Regions from separate parts of the Rattus norvegicus genome. Here region 1 is linked to region 2. Evidence: chromatin contacts called from public Hi-C data. All regions are on one chromosome and are shown on one strand. The core of a region is the stretch at or near the end of the contact, and the rest is flanking DNA. Distances in the headings are between cores, read along the strand shown.

The links. Hi-C and Micro-C count contacts between places; a contact is called where the count stands out from the background.
Region 1: a Hi-C map of hepatocytes shows a contact between it and region 2, with 4 times the contacts expected there. The contact joins the enhancer-like site here to the promoter of Fitm2 in region 2. A contact is called at or near these places in 8 of 12 Hi-C or Micro-C datasets (the Rat2 cell line, Schwann cells, frontal cortex and 4 more).

What each region holds. Positions count from the first base shown.
Region 1 is chr3:172,685,590-172,692,299 of GRCr8, forward strand. It overlaps the pseudogene Atp5mc2-ps4. Among named protein-coding and RNA genes, the nearest start is that of Ttpal, 8.8 kb to the right of the region's middle. Within about 2 kb of position 5,007, at least 10 of the 93 cell types and tissues checked have an H3K27ac peak or open chromatin away from gene starts, as enhancers often do. A contact at or near this core is called in hepatocytes and liver, where this site is marked.
Region 2 is chr3:172,562,644-172,569,907 of GRCr8, forward strand. Fitm2 (fat storage-inducing transmembrane protein 2) reads right to left here and starts at 4,648. Exons shown (of 2, transcript NM_001107799.1): 1 at 4,347-4,648; 2 at 1-2,297. The coding sequence starts at 4,519. The coding sequence ends at 1,682. LOC103691964 (a long non-coding RNA gene) reads left to right here and starts at 4,621. Exons shown (of 3, transcript XR_591849.4): 1 at 4,621-5,106; 2 at 5,538-5,901; 3 at 7,164-7,264.

The DNA.
Region 1 (6,710 bases), core at 3,757-6,256, 120 kb after region 2:
CAGAGTTACACAGTGAGACCCTCGAAAACGAAAACAAACAACAACCGAACAACCCAAAGATCCTCTAACTCATGACCCTCTGAACACAGCTTAGGATTTCACAGGAAGAGCTCAGGTCATGAAAATGACAGTGGTTTTCGTTTAGTGGTTTTTTTTTTGTTTTGTTTAGTTGTTTTGTTTTTTTTTTTTTAAATATAATTATGTGGGTGGTGCATTTGCCACAACTTGGGAATGGAGGTCAAAGACAGCTTTCAGTTCTATCCTCGTGCCTTGTGTGTTCCAGGGACCAAATCCAAGTCCTCAGGCTTGAGTGGCAAGTGCCCTGACCTACTGAGCCATCCTCCTGGCCCCTCCATATTTTTTCTTATCAAACGTGGTAGCATCTCTCCGTTGAAGATTGGCTGGAGTGCCCCCAAGTGGTCACATTTTGTCATAACACTCCGGGGACTACAAAAGTTACCTTTTCACCCAAGCTTAGTCGTTCTCTTAAAATACATGTAGTTTGTGCATAAATTGGTGAATTTCATTGTGATTTTTAATATATATAATATATTGTATTATATAATATAGTATATATCGCATATGTTATATAATATACATATACTCTGTACTTTGACTGAGCCCCCCGCTGCTCTTCTCCCTCCTCCTCACTCCCTCATCTCCTTTCACCCCACCCCGATAATTCTCCTACTTTCATGTCATACATGCGTTTGCACATACACATATGTGCAGTTAAGTCTACACTCTCTATATTTAATTTTTTAAAAGGTGATTTTAGGGGCCAGAGAGATGGCTCAGTGGTTAAGAGCACTGGCTGCCCTTCCAGAGGTCCTGAGTTCAATTCCCAGCAACCACATGATGGCTCACAACCATCTGCGATGGGATCCGATGCCCTTTTCTAGCACACAGATGTGCACGCAGATAGAGCACTCATATAGAATAAATAAAACTTTTTTAAAAAGAAGAGAAGAAAAGTGATGTTTTCTTTTCTCTTTCTTATTTATGGGTGTTTTGCCTGCACATATGTCTGTGTACCACATGTGTGCCTTGAGCCTACAGAGTTCAAAAGAGGCTATCAGAACCCCTAGAACAGGACTTATAGATGGCAGTGAGTTGCCATGTAGGTGCTGAGAGCCAGTGCTCTTAGCTACTAAGCCATCTCTCCAGAACCTCTCATTCATCCTTCTCTCTTCCTTCAAGTCCCGTGCACATTATATAGCATGCTAATTATGTGCTGTGTATTATATTTAAATACATATCCCACATTTTAAAAAGCATAAGCTATTTGTCTTTCCAAGACTTTTCACTTAATGTGAGGGTCTCCAGTTCTGTCTATTTTTCTACAAATGATATAATTTTATCCTTTTGTGGGGGGAACATTTTTTTTTGTTATTTTTATTTGTTTCTTTGAGACAAAGTTTCCATAGCCCAGTCTGTCCTTGAACCGGACATGGAGCTGAGGATGGCCCTGGCCTTCTCCAACTTCCCTTGTGCAAGGACCACAAGCACGGACCACTACGCCGAGTTTGGGCCGTGGAGGAACCCAGGGCAGAGGCTGGAGCTCCATGGACACAGTGGCTCATGCCTGTGACTCCAGAATTCAAGAGGTTGACCAGAAGGTCGAGGCCATCTTCTCCATGTTCTTGACACAGAATACAATTCCATGGTGTATTTCTGCCACATTTTCTTTATCCATTCATCTGTTGCTGAGTGCCCAGGCTAGTTCCGTGTCTTGGCTATCATGCACCAGGCATCAGTAAACCTGTATAGCTTTTCTGGAATGCTGGCATAGTCACCTTGGGATAGCTATCTCCGTACTGCAGCTGGATCATGTGGGAGATCTATTTTTAGTATTTTGAGGAACCTGCATACTGATTTCCATAATGACTACAACAATCTACAAGCTCGAGATGTTGACTCCAAAGGGCAACTCTTTGCTTTTCATCTGTCGCAACGCTACATTAAAAAAAAAAATCAGACCTGCACTAACCGGACGGGTCCCAAGTCCAGCCCCAGCCTTGGTACTCTCCCTGAAGGTGCCAGAGAAAACTCAGCTGGGACGCACTCGACCCGCTCTGGATTCAGATGCAAACGTGATCTGGCTTTTTGGGCACTGCCACCACTTAGTGTCAAGGTGACATTCCCTGGTCTTCAAAATGCTTTCACCTTAATAATCAGCCCAGTGGCTCACATCTGCAAGTCTGGCATTTGGGGAGCCGAGGCAGGAGGTTTAACAGTTCAAGGTCAGTCTGGGTTCCATAATAAGACCATGTCTCAAAACCAAAGCCAAACCAAACCATAGGGTACTAACTACAGTTGGCTCTTGGCAACCACTGGGAGACGTCCGTGTCCGCCTTTCCTTGGTGTTTCAGATGACCTGTTGACCTGTGGAACGCACCATATTTTATCATCTTCTCCTTTCCCCTACTACCGTGAACTTTGGGCATCACCTACGTAGTTAACAGAGCCCGGGGTAGAAAGTACTTGATTCAAAGGCTGTGAGACTTGAGCAGTTGGCAAGCACAGCTGGGAAGGCTGATCACGGCCAGTGCTGATGGTTTAATGTGAACTCGTTCCCATTCGATCCTTGAGACAGTCCTGGGGAGTTGTCGGTTATTATTAATTAGATGGCAGACGTGAAGCTCCAAGATTAGAGCTGGGATTCTGACCCAGGTCCCTCAGGTTCAAGTGTAGACCTCCTAGGTACACTTGGGGAACAATGCAGAGGAGGACACAGGGAAAGTCTTCTAAGTAGGCAAGCGTCCAGTGACAGACTCTGAAGGTGACCAGCCTGGAGTTACACAGTGAGACCCCCACTAGAGAAGGGAAGGGACAGGAAGGTGTCCACTCAGTCAGAGCAGCCCATTGAAAAACCCCACCTTGCTCTGACACTAGCAAGGCAGTTCTGTATTTTTTTTTAATTTCTAGAAAATGTGTGTGCGCACGCACATGCATGCATGTGTACATGAATACCGCGTGTAGAGACTGGAAGAAAGTATCGTGTCTCCTGCCATCATCCTTCACGGGCGTTTTTCTCTCGCTAAGCCAGGCGCTTGCTAATTCAGCTAGATTGGCTGGTCAGCAAGCCCTTGGGACCTGCCTGCCTCTGCCTCCCCTACACAGAATTACAGCTGCACACCACCTCCCCCGCCTTTTGTTTGTTTATTGTATCGGTGTTTTGCTTGCGTGAGTGTCTGTGCACCCCACGTGCACTGTGCCGGTGAAGGCCCTGAGAGGACATCAGACTCCCTGGAGCTGCAGTTACAGACAGTTGCAAGCCTCCACATGGATGGTGGGGCTGGAACCTGGATCTTCTGCAAGAGCAACACGTGTTCTTAACTGCTGAGCTGTCTTGCCGGCTTTCACTTTTTGTTGTTTCGTTTCGTCGTTGCTCTGTTTTCTCTTATGTTAGGTGCTGAAGATGTAAACTCAGGTCTTCCCATCTGCATAGTGAGTACTTAGCCAATGGAGGCGTTCTTCCCAGTCCACTCCAAAAATCCCTCTTAAAGAATATATATTCTGAAGTTCGGCAGTGGTAGCATATGCCTTTGGTCCTAGCGCTCAGGAGGCAGAGGATTTCTGTGAGTTCGAAGCCAGCCTGGTCTACAGAGGGAGTTCCAGGACAGCCAGGGCTACACAAAGAAACCCTGTCTCCAAAAAGAAACAAACAAACAAACAAACAAAAACAAAAATGTATTCTGTAGAGAAATTGTTTTCCCATCTCTGGGATGAGACTCACCCTGATAGCTCTTCTGCTTAGGGAGACTCCATAATCTCTGGTTAGAACGTCCAGCTAAATTGCCAATACAAACTCCCAACCTGCTTCAGGTGTAAGCCTCTTCCACAGTCCATCCATGCTTGCTGGGGAGCGGGCGAGGCACAGATGTCTCTTATCCCTTCCTCTGGGCCAGGGATGCTGTGGAGGTAAGAAGGGTACCACGAGCCGCCCCAGCCTGGCTGCCTTCCAACTCCCTAGACCCGGCAGACATTAAGGCTTCCGACTTAGCTGTACACACAGACATGACTGTACACACAGGCCTCTCTTGCTTTTGACCTTGGGGGATACAGTTTTCTTTCAGGGTATGCATAGTGAGGGTCCCCTTAGGAATCCAGATCCGATCCCTGTGTCTTGCTGTCTACCTTCTCCCTCCCTCCAGGAATCTTTTGGTCACAGGAGCCAAGCAGAGTCCTTCTTGTAGGCGGTCTCTGCCCACACTGGCATGTGGGAAACCTTCAAGCACACTGTCCCTGAGTGTGGGCTGACCTTGACAACTGCAGGTCTCTCCAACACCAGGCAGCCCATTCCTCTCAGCCCTAGCCATCCCTGTGTCAAGCTCCCATACTTGAGCTTTCCAAATAGCACCTCCCTTCTTCAGTCCTCCCCAGGAGATGGCTGCTGTACCCTCCCCTCCCTCCTCCCACCCCAGGAAACCTGTGAGTAAACTCTGGAATCTAGGACGGGGAGGAGCTTCTGTTGTTCTTGATCAGATCCTAGCAGGGGGGAGTTTGGAACTTTACCCATGAAAAATGACTGCTGGCTACCCCAGGGGAGCATTCTCCAACTTTGCACCCTCACTTCCGGCTTCCCGAGCCTCGCTCTTCATGTTTCTTCAGGAGGGAGTGATATTTCTCCACTGGTCTTGTTGTGATGCTGTGTGTGTGTGTGTGTGTGTGACCCAGTAAATTTACAGAGCATCATCAAATCCGACACACTAGGACACCCAGTGAGGACCTGCAATTCCTTCTCTGTGTGACCATTTACAAATCACTTGACCTCTCTGTTTTCTTCCCTTCCCCCTCCTTTTCCTTTCTCTTCCCTTATTTCAACAGGATTTTGCTGTCACGGTGTAACCCCAAGCTGGCCTCGAACTCACTGTATATAGCTCAGGCTGATCTTAAATTTGAGGTCCTCCTGCCTCAGCCTTCTGAGTGCCAAGATCATGGACTCGCCTCTGGGTCTGTTTGCGCAGCTGCCACCTGGAATTCAGAAGATCTGAGGCTGTTCCACAGGGCCTCTGTGGGGTTAGTAGAGTCCAGAGAACCCAGCCCAGTGCCAGCACAGTACTAGGTCCAGGCCACGTACTCAAATAATGGAAGGAGAGGTGAGCTCCTAGGCTGACATTAATGGGGGAGAGGTGGGGTCTCTCCTATCCCTGCCCCGTCACCGTTTCAGGCCATGTTTTGGAAAGTATTCAGTCTGGCTGGGGTCCAAAGCCCCTGGGAACAGACAGGACATCCTGTCCCTCCAAGTAGCCGTGCTGACTCAGGGAGATCAATGTGTGACCACAAAAGCGCAGCTGGCTCTGACCTCTTCTGGGAAATCCACCGGGCTGAGCCCCATTCAAAGACCTGGATTTGCTCTTCTAGGGCCTGGTCCCGGGCTCTTGAGCAGAAAGTAGCACGCAGAGAAACAGAAGACTCTGGCACTTGAGGCATGCCAGGCCAGGGGGTCACAGGCTTCACATGACCCTCCGGTTGAAGTCAGACATCTGTTTTGTGCTTGCCAAGCCTCTGACTTCCCCCAGACCAGGTCTGGACACTTTTCCAGCCAAGCCGGGTCTCCAAACCACTAATTGGGCAACTATTGACCTCAGAGTGGGTCAGACCCAGCAAGTGAAGTTGTTGAGGGGCATGGAATGCTTTGTTCTTTAGAATCCCAAGAATTAGACAGGGCCCTCCCCGCCCCACAACTCCAGCGCCCAACCCCCTCACAGCCATTTACCTGTTTTGTAAGTCGGACAGTTTCCTCTACCTCTCAGAGTCCCAGCCTGGTTCCCTCCCTGAGAACTCACGACACCCATTCGGGCAGGCGCCCAGTAAGGGAAGTTACTGTCGCAAACAGCACCGAATGCCAGACATAAAGTGGTGTGGACACGGTCGTAGGTTGGATCTGCAGCCCCCCAAAACAATCAAACTAATAAAGGGGGCCCCACTTCTCCCCAGGACCTCAGTTAGCAGATGCTGGGGGAGGGGAGACATTTGCAAAGTTGATGACACAGTTTAGCCACTCAGCTGGTGGAGGAGCTTGCAGCCAAGTCTGGTGGCCTGAGTTTGATCCTCAGGACTCACAAGGTAGAGAGAGAGAGAGAGAGAGAGGGAAACAATAACCCAATTTGCTAAAAAGTTGACCTTTGACCTCTACATATGTGCCACATGCCGCTTGAACACACAGATCACAAACACGAATATCACAAAGAAACACAATGAATGAGTGAATGAATAATAGATGTAAATTTAAAAGTAGCCAAAAACAAAAACAGAAAACCCAAAATACTTTAGCAGCCCCTTGTGGCCACAGGTAATTTCTTTGAGCCTTGTAAAACTGGAAGCATAAATGCACCAGCATTGTGGGGCCCACTATCTTAGACGATCTGGGGTCCATGCCGGGCAGACAGTAAGCCCTGGTCAGCACCAAGCATTTCTTTCTTTCTTCCTTTCTTTCCTTCTTCCTTTCTTTCTTTCTTTCCCTCTCTCTCTCTCTCTCTCTCTCTCTCTCTCTCTTTCTTTTTTTTCCTCTTATCAATAAAGTATTTATTTGTCTTCTCTCTGTCAAACCCTGAGGCAAACACTTTCCTTGGGCTCCCTGGGGAGGCACAGAAAAACGAATGTACAGGGCAGACGGACATGAAAGAACTATGAGAGGTGGAAGTGGAGACAGCGGCTCCACGTGGCAAGGAGGATGAGGAAGGCCACCCACCACCATTAGGCAA
Region 2 (7,264 bases), core at 3,398-5,897:
TCCTGACAGTCACGGTGAAGGCGACAGAACGAGATGGCTAGCAGCCAGGAAGAGCTGCAAAGAAAGACTCTCATGGCCACTGAACGCTGCCTCCTAAGGTTGTTCTTTTGGTGAGATGAGGAAGAAGAGGTGGGGCCAAAGTCATGGCGCTATGTAACATGGGTGGCTTTGTATGCCAGCTGGCTTCCTGCGTCAGAGGGAGACATTTTATCTCACTTCTAAATGATCATAACCTCCAAAGGTAAGAATCCCTTAGGCTGTGGCCCTTGTCCTATGGTCCTATGAGGTCCCCAAACCCAATTCTGCCTCTATCACCGGTCAGTGGGCAGGAAAGACTTAGCCAAATGAGCACTTGACTGAATCACTCTCTCAGCTTAAAATGCATCAAGTAATAAAAGTCTGCTGTTCAGTTTTAGTCTGTCTTTCTTTTTTTTTTTTTTTTTTTTTCGGAGCTGGGGACCGAACCCAGGGCCTTGCGTTTGCTAGGCAAACGCTCTACCACTGAGCTAAATCCCCAACCCCTCTTTTTTTTTTTTGAGTCAGGATCTCACAGAGCACCCCTGGCAGGGTAACCTCAAACTCACAGAGATCTGCCTGCCTCTGCCTTCCTGGTGCTAGGATTAAAGGCACGCAGCACCACGCCTCCTGGCTCCAGTTGTATTCCTAAGAGAGGAACAATCCGATGAGGTGGGATTTAATACAACAAGCCAAGAATTTGTCTTAGAAAAAGTTAGTGTTCTAAAAAACAAAAACCCCTCCAAACAGTCTTCACATGTCAAGGTGTAGGGCCGGGGATTTGCCAACAAAGAACAAATGGCGTCGTAATGATTAAAACCAGAGAGCACTCACTCAGGAGAGAAGGGAGAAAATGGGGTTTTCTGTTACCACTCCAAAAACCAACACATAATGGACGATACACAGTGTGGACAGAAAAAAACAAAAACAAAAACAAAAAAAACAAAACAGAAAACATCCGAGCGTGCCGAGGCAGTGTGCACCTAAATCCAGCACTCGGGAGGCAGGCACAGGCCGACCTCTGAGTTTGAGATCAGCCTGATCTATAGAGCGAGTTCCAGGACACACAGGGCTACACAGAGAAACAAAATTACCACCACCAACAATCATCCAGGCACTGCAGGGTCGTGGACCCCTGTTGGGAATCACCGCCAGGTTCCAGGCAGAGGACTGGATGCTACAGCCAGAAAGTGTCCTTTAGACACTGGGGTATTTACTAAAGAACCTGCCAGAGACAAATGCTTATCTCAGAGTCAGCCACGGGGAAATGCTGTTAAATGAACAGCATTACTGTGGCCGCTAGACTCTAAAGAGAAGAAGAGCCAGGGAGGCCACAGCAGAGAGCCCTGAAACCCTGGTTTTCCCTTGACCCACATGATGAGGCTGTCCACTAGACCCTCTGCCGAGCCTTCGCCCTCCCTCTGGGAACAGATTAAGGTCACATCTTGCCAGAGATGAGAAGAATCCAACAGGAATAGCGCTGTTGGGAACATGGTGGCACCACCAGCAGAGTCTGAGGACTAAACTTGTTCCCCAGACGTCCCCCACTCCAAAGGTACCTAGAAAAGGCTCTCTCTGGAATGGGATGGATAATTCAGCCAGTCACTGGACAAAGTAGGTGAGGATTCTATTAGCCATTGTCCTCCTGTCCCTATGTCCCTCTCTTTCATTTCTTGTAAGTATCTTGCTTCAAAGTCAAACTGGAGCTCTGGGGAGGAAGCCCGGGAGAGAAAGACTTCAGATACCAGTAGCCGTATGTCCCGTACCAGCCCAACAAGCCAAACATGGTGCCGAACACTTTCTGGATCAAGTCGTGGAAATAGACGGCCGTGCACAGAAACATCCACACCCAGATGAAGGTCAGGAAGCCCAGGGCGACAACCAGGGTGGTGATGGCAACATGGAGGTGGTGGCTGCGATCTGTCTTCACCTCGTGCAGCACGGCCATCTCCTCCACGATCATGAGCGCGCAGAAGGTCAGTAGGAAGGAGTGGCCTGAGATGTCAAAGCCGTACCAGAAGCCCCCTTCCCGGTGGCACTGCTGCTTGGTCCGGTGTTCCTGTCTGATGCCCTCCAGGGCCGGGGACTGGTAGCAACTGCCTGTGTAGTGCTCAATGTTGGAGAAGAGGGCTGTGCACATATACCAGATGGCCGTGCCCACGAGGAGGGTGCTCAGCCGCCGCAGGACCAGGCTGGTCTTGCCCGTCAGGTGGTAGTTGGTGAGGGCAATGAAAGGCAGGAGGAGACAGACTGTCCAGGCCCAGGCCAATTTAACAAAATACCTGACAGAAGAGGAAAGCGTAGGTGAAGAAGAGACTTGGCAGAAGGGAAACATGTTTCATGCTTCAGCATCTAATCTCCCAAGGGAAGTTATTTAAAATCTATCAAAGCTGTCCATCCAAACAGTCATACTCTCTTTTATTCCTTCATACATGCTTACCCGTGCTTTATTCCCTAAGTACTGAAACTAGTTAATCCATAACTCTGTAAAGGTGACACCACGCAGCTATATGGATCCGTCAGGCCAAAGTGGAGGTCGCAGTGGTAATCAGGGGTTCAAATCTAGGGCCTGAAATTTTCCTGTTGGGCTACTTTCTCAGGAAAGCAATAACTGAGTGTCTATTAAATGTCAGATGCGTTCACACACATTCATGATTAGCTGAGGAGGAAGGGGTCATTTTTTTTTCTAAGTATAGCCCAGGCTGCCTCAAACTGTCTACATAGCTGAGGAGAGTCTTGAACTCTGGACCCTCCTGCCTCTACCTCTTAAGTCCTGCCTTTATAGGTCCCACACCCAGTTCTGTGTGGTGTTGGGGTTCAAACCTGTGTGCATGCTATCAACTGAGTTGTGTGGCCGGCCTTCATTTGACCCATTTTACAGATGGCTCGGGGGGACTCAGAAAACTGAACTTTGCCAAGGCCACACACACAACCTCAAACAGATTGAGCCACACTTTACAAGGCCCCAAAGTCCATGTCTTTTCTACCACACTGGTGTTCTTTTCCACAGAGCCTTAAGTCTTGTAAGAAAGAGCTTTCCTTTAAGCTACAAGACCAGGGTTTGAATCCTAACTCTGACTCTTACTTATTAAGGTATCTTCAGGCCTCAGTTTCCTCAGCTGGGAAAGCTGAGGACACCAGGCTGTTCTCAAAATCTCTTCCAGATTCAATGGATCACTGCCAGTTCCCTCTCATTAATCAGCACCATGTCTTGGAACAAAACAGAATCCATGACTACCCCTAAACAACAGAGATGGACGTGCCAGGCTGCTGGGCTCCTGGTTCATTAGGCCAGATAAAGCAACATCTGCCTTGTCTGTTTCCTCTGTGCTCATGAAAGGTGGCTGACCTAGAGATCTGAGCAGAAAGCACACATAAAAGAGACCTGGGACAACTACCACCCTTGCTCTCTATTCTTAGACCAGGACGAAGATGGGCCTCTTCCCTAGGTTCCAGTAGTTTCTCAGACACCCCCCCCCCCCAAAGAGCCCATCACTAAAACCTTCACAGACTTGAGAAGGAAAGCCTTGTTAGAGCCAAGGTCTGCCAGAAACCTGACCCAGCTGCCCCAAAGAGAAAACAGGGTTTGAAGTAGATTGACAAGAGAGAGGCAGAGTCTACCCATGCTGGAGACACACCAATCTGAAGCATTAAGTTCGCATTGAAGGAGCAATTTCATTTTTCAAACTCCCTGTATTGCTCCAACCGAGTGTTGTGCAATAAACTTGCGATATAAGTGTTTTTAAAGGACTAGGAAAGAAATAAATGGAGTTAGAGAGACGTCCCAAAGAGGTCGGCTGGGGTTATTTTCCTGGGTAACTGCCATGCACTTTAGAGTACTGAGAAAGTCCAATGAGATCCAGGAGAAAGGTCACCAGCTCGAAAGGTTTCACGCTTCTACCAACATAGGGCCGGGAGGGCAAAAGCTCCCAGCGTGGTGGGTGGGTATAGAGGTGGTCTCTAAGACAACGATGGGATTTTTGCCAGAGTGCCTAGGAGAGGGGTGTCCGACTAGCCGGCAGGAGGAAGGTGACATTTCCCCAAGCAGGACAGGGGCGAGCGCCTAACTCTGGGCATGGGGGAATAGCCGCTCCAATGTACTGTACCACTGTCACTTATAACCCACCCGTCACCGACTCGCCCGGCAACTCGATCCTCCTATCGGGATGCTCAAATACTAGATGCGAGTGTCACTCGCTTTCCCAAGGTCCCAGCGTCGCGACACGCGCGCGGACGCGGCTGTCAAGACAGGGCTCCCTCCCAATGACTCGCCCACCCCAGCATCCAACTAGCTTCTTGGGACGCGGGGGCCCGGAGCCTGATGTACTCACACGTTGAGGACGTTGCGCTTGTTGCTGAGGTAGCTTTCGGGCAGCGGGGACAGCTCCTTGAGGGCCGAGCCCACCAGCATGGCGGCCACGAGCACCCAGGGCAGGTGGCGCCGCACCGCCGCCCTCACGAGCGTCCCGCGGAGAAACCACGCACAGCGCTCCAGGTGCTCCATGCCGGTCCTTCTCGGCCACCGTCCGCCTCTCGGAGCCTTCTCGGCCACCGTCTTGCCCTTCGCCCGAGCTGGTACCGACACATCCCTCTGGGAGCATGCGCGCTTCCCGCAAGCTCCGCCCCCTAAGGGGCGCGTCTCCCTCTAGTGGCCATAAGGGGTCGCTGCAGAGTGCAAGTCTACATCCACCCGCGCGGCTTCCTCCTCATCGCCCCCAAGCTACGTGCTAAAAGCACTTGCAGGCTGCACTTGCCTAGGCAACCTGCTCCCTCCGTTTGTGGGATTCTCGCTTTCTTTATCTGCAAAATACAAACAAGAGTCCCACCGTTCTTAAGAGCTAGTTTGGGAGTTCCTTATATTGGTTCAGATACAGGGTTTTTCAGATGAAATTTCACTGGAAACTAATTACTAAATTTAAATCTTATTTACTTGTTTTGAGACAGGCTTTCTCTGAGTAGTCCTGGCTGCCTTGGAACTCACTCTGTATAACCAGGGTGGCCTCGAACTCAGAGGTCCCCTGCACTTTGCCTCCCGAGTACTGAGATTAAAGTCATGAGTACCGCGCCCGGCACGACCTGTGTTTGAGACAGGTAAGGGCACTTGTTGGCAAGCCAAATAACTTGGGTTCAATCCTCGGGATCCACATTGTGAAAGGCAAGAACCAACTCCGATAAGTTGTTCACACACACACACACACACACACACACACACACACACACACACGTCAAATAAATAAAACAGGTAAACAAATAAAAAAAAATAAATGTAAGAATGAAACATCTGTGTTGTTCACTGAAAAATCTTGGATGCTGGAGGTTAGTAGAGCTCATATGAGGTGCTAGTGTTTTGTCCCTTAGCTCAGCTCCTAGTCCATGAAGCCAGGTGTCAAAATCAGGGCTTCCCAACCACGAGTTTAGCCACTTTCGCCACTGTTAAAATCAAGGTAAAAATCTCATTACTGTCTAATTATTTCACTATATTTTATTATTATTTATGTTCTCATTTGTCTATTTTGAAACAGGACCTCCTCATTATATGTCCCTGACTGGCCTGGAACTCGCTCTATAGAGAGGGCTGGTTTTGAACACGTGGCTGTCTTCCTGTCTCTGCCTCCCTCTCCGGTGCTGGGATTCCAGGCACGTGCCATCGCATCTGGCTTTTCTATGCTCTTGAGCCTCTCTGCGTCTACTGTGCCTCCCTGGTGCCCCTCTGTGCTCTCTTCCCCCTCCTGGGATGTCATACAGGAAGCTTGAAACCAGCCACAATAGAAGTATTTACACGAAGGAAATTGGCGTGTGCTACAGATCAGACCTGCGTTCTGTCAGCGTCTGTGTTCATGGAGCTGTGACACCATTTGTCAATGCCTGGTTGATCTGAAATCACAGGTGGGCCGTGGAAACAAATGTCCAGTAAAATCGCTAATATCGTAAGCTTTGGAGAGTTATATTTGTGATGAAGAGCACCGTGGGAGCTGGGGCTGTAGCTCAGTTGGTAGGATGCTTGATTAGCATCCATGAAGTCCCAGGTTCAATGCCTAGCACTGCACAAACCGTGTGTGGTGGTACTACATGACTATGATCCCCAGAGTAAACCACACAGTGAGTTCAGGGCAAGCCTGAGATCCAGGAGACCACTCATCTTCAAAAAAGGTGCTGTATGTTTCATTGTCTGTAAGTCACAGACACTGCTCTCTCTATATATATTTTTATTTTTAGAAAGTTTATAATAAATCTATATATGTATATCTTACATATTTTCTTCAGGAGAGCTCATTATATTAAACATTTATGAGCAAACCACTGTTTGCACACACACAGAGTGCCCATAGAAACAGATACAGCATGTAAGCGGTTATGCTAATAGATGTATAGCTTTAGATACAACTTTATGACAGTTCATGATCGAGCACGCCTCTACCAATTGTGAGAGGCTGTGATTTTTATACTCAATTACGCAACTCAATTTAACTTTTAAAACAACCTGGTGTGCCTCACCTATAATCTCAGTACTTGGAAGGAGGTAGGAGGTGTTGGCATTTAATCTAGGCTCCTCCCCACAGTTACCTGGCAACAGCCAGGTGTGCCTGACTCATTACAAAAGGGGCTGCTTGCCCCCTCCTCCCTCTCTTGTTCTCTTGCTCTTGCTCTGCTCCCCCTCTCTCCCCATTCCCTTCCCTGTTCTCCCACCACATGCTCAAGGCTGGCCTCTACTCCTGTACTCTCTTTTTCTGCCTTTCTCTGTCTCTACTCCCTCAACTCCCCTCTCCATGCCCTGAATAAACTCTATTCTATACTATACCATCATATGTCTGGTCCCTCAGGGGAAAGGGATGCCTCAGTTTGGACCCACAGAGGCACCCCCTTCCCCCACACCTTACCTCACCTCCACCAAATATATTCTTTCTCTCTCTCTATTTTTATAAAACACAACAGGGGGGAACCTTGCAAATTTGAGGGCAGGCTGGTTGGTCCATATGAAGAGTTCCAGGGCTTTGAGGTCCTATGTTCAATAACTAGTTCCAAAAAAACAAACAAGCAAGCAAACAAAAGCTTGCCCTGACTCACTGTTTATTTTATAATAGTCATGCGAAGCATTGAATTTGAAATGTTAAGACATTGACCTGCAATGCCCTTGCCTTTCCCACCAGAGGGGGATAGAAGACTACAAGCAGGTGATGGAGAGACGGCTCACCATGCAAGCGAGAGGACTTCCAAGTAGACCACCAGCACCCACAGAAACAGTCACGCG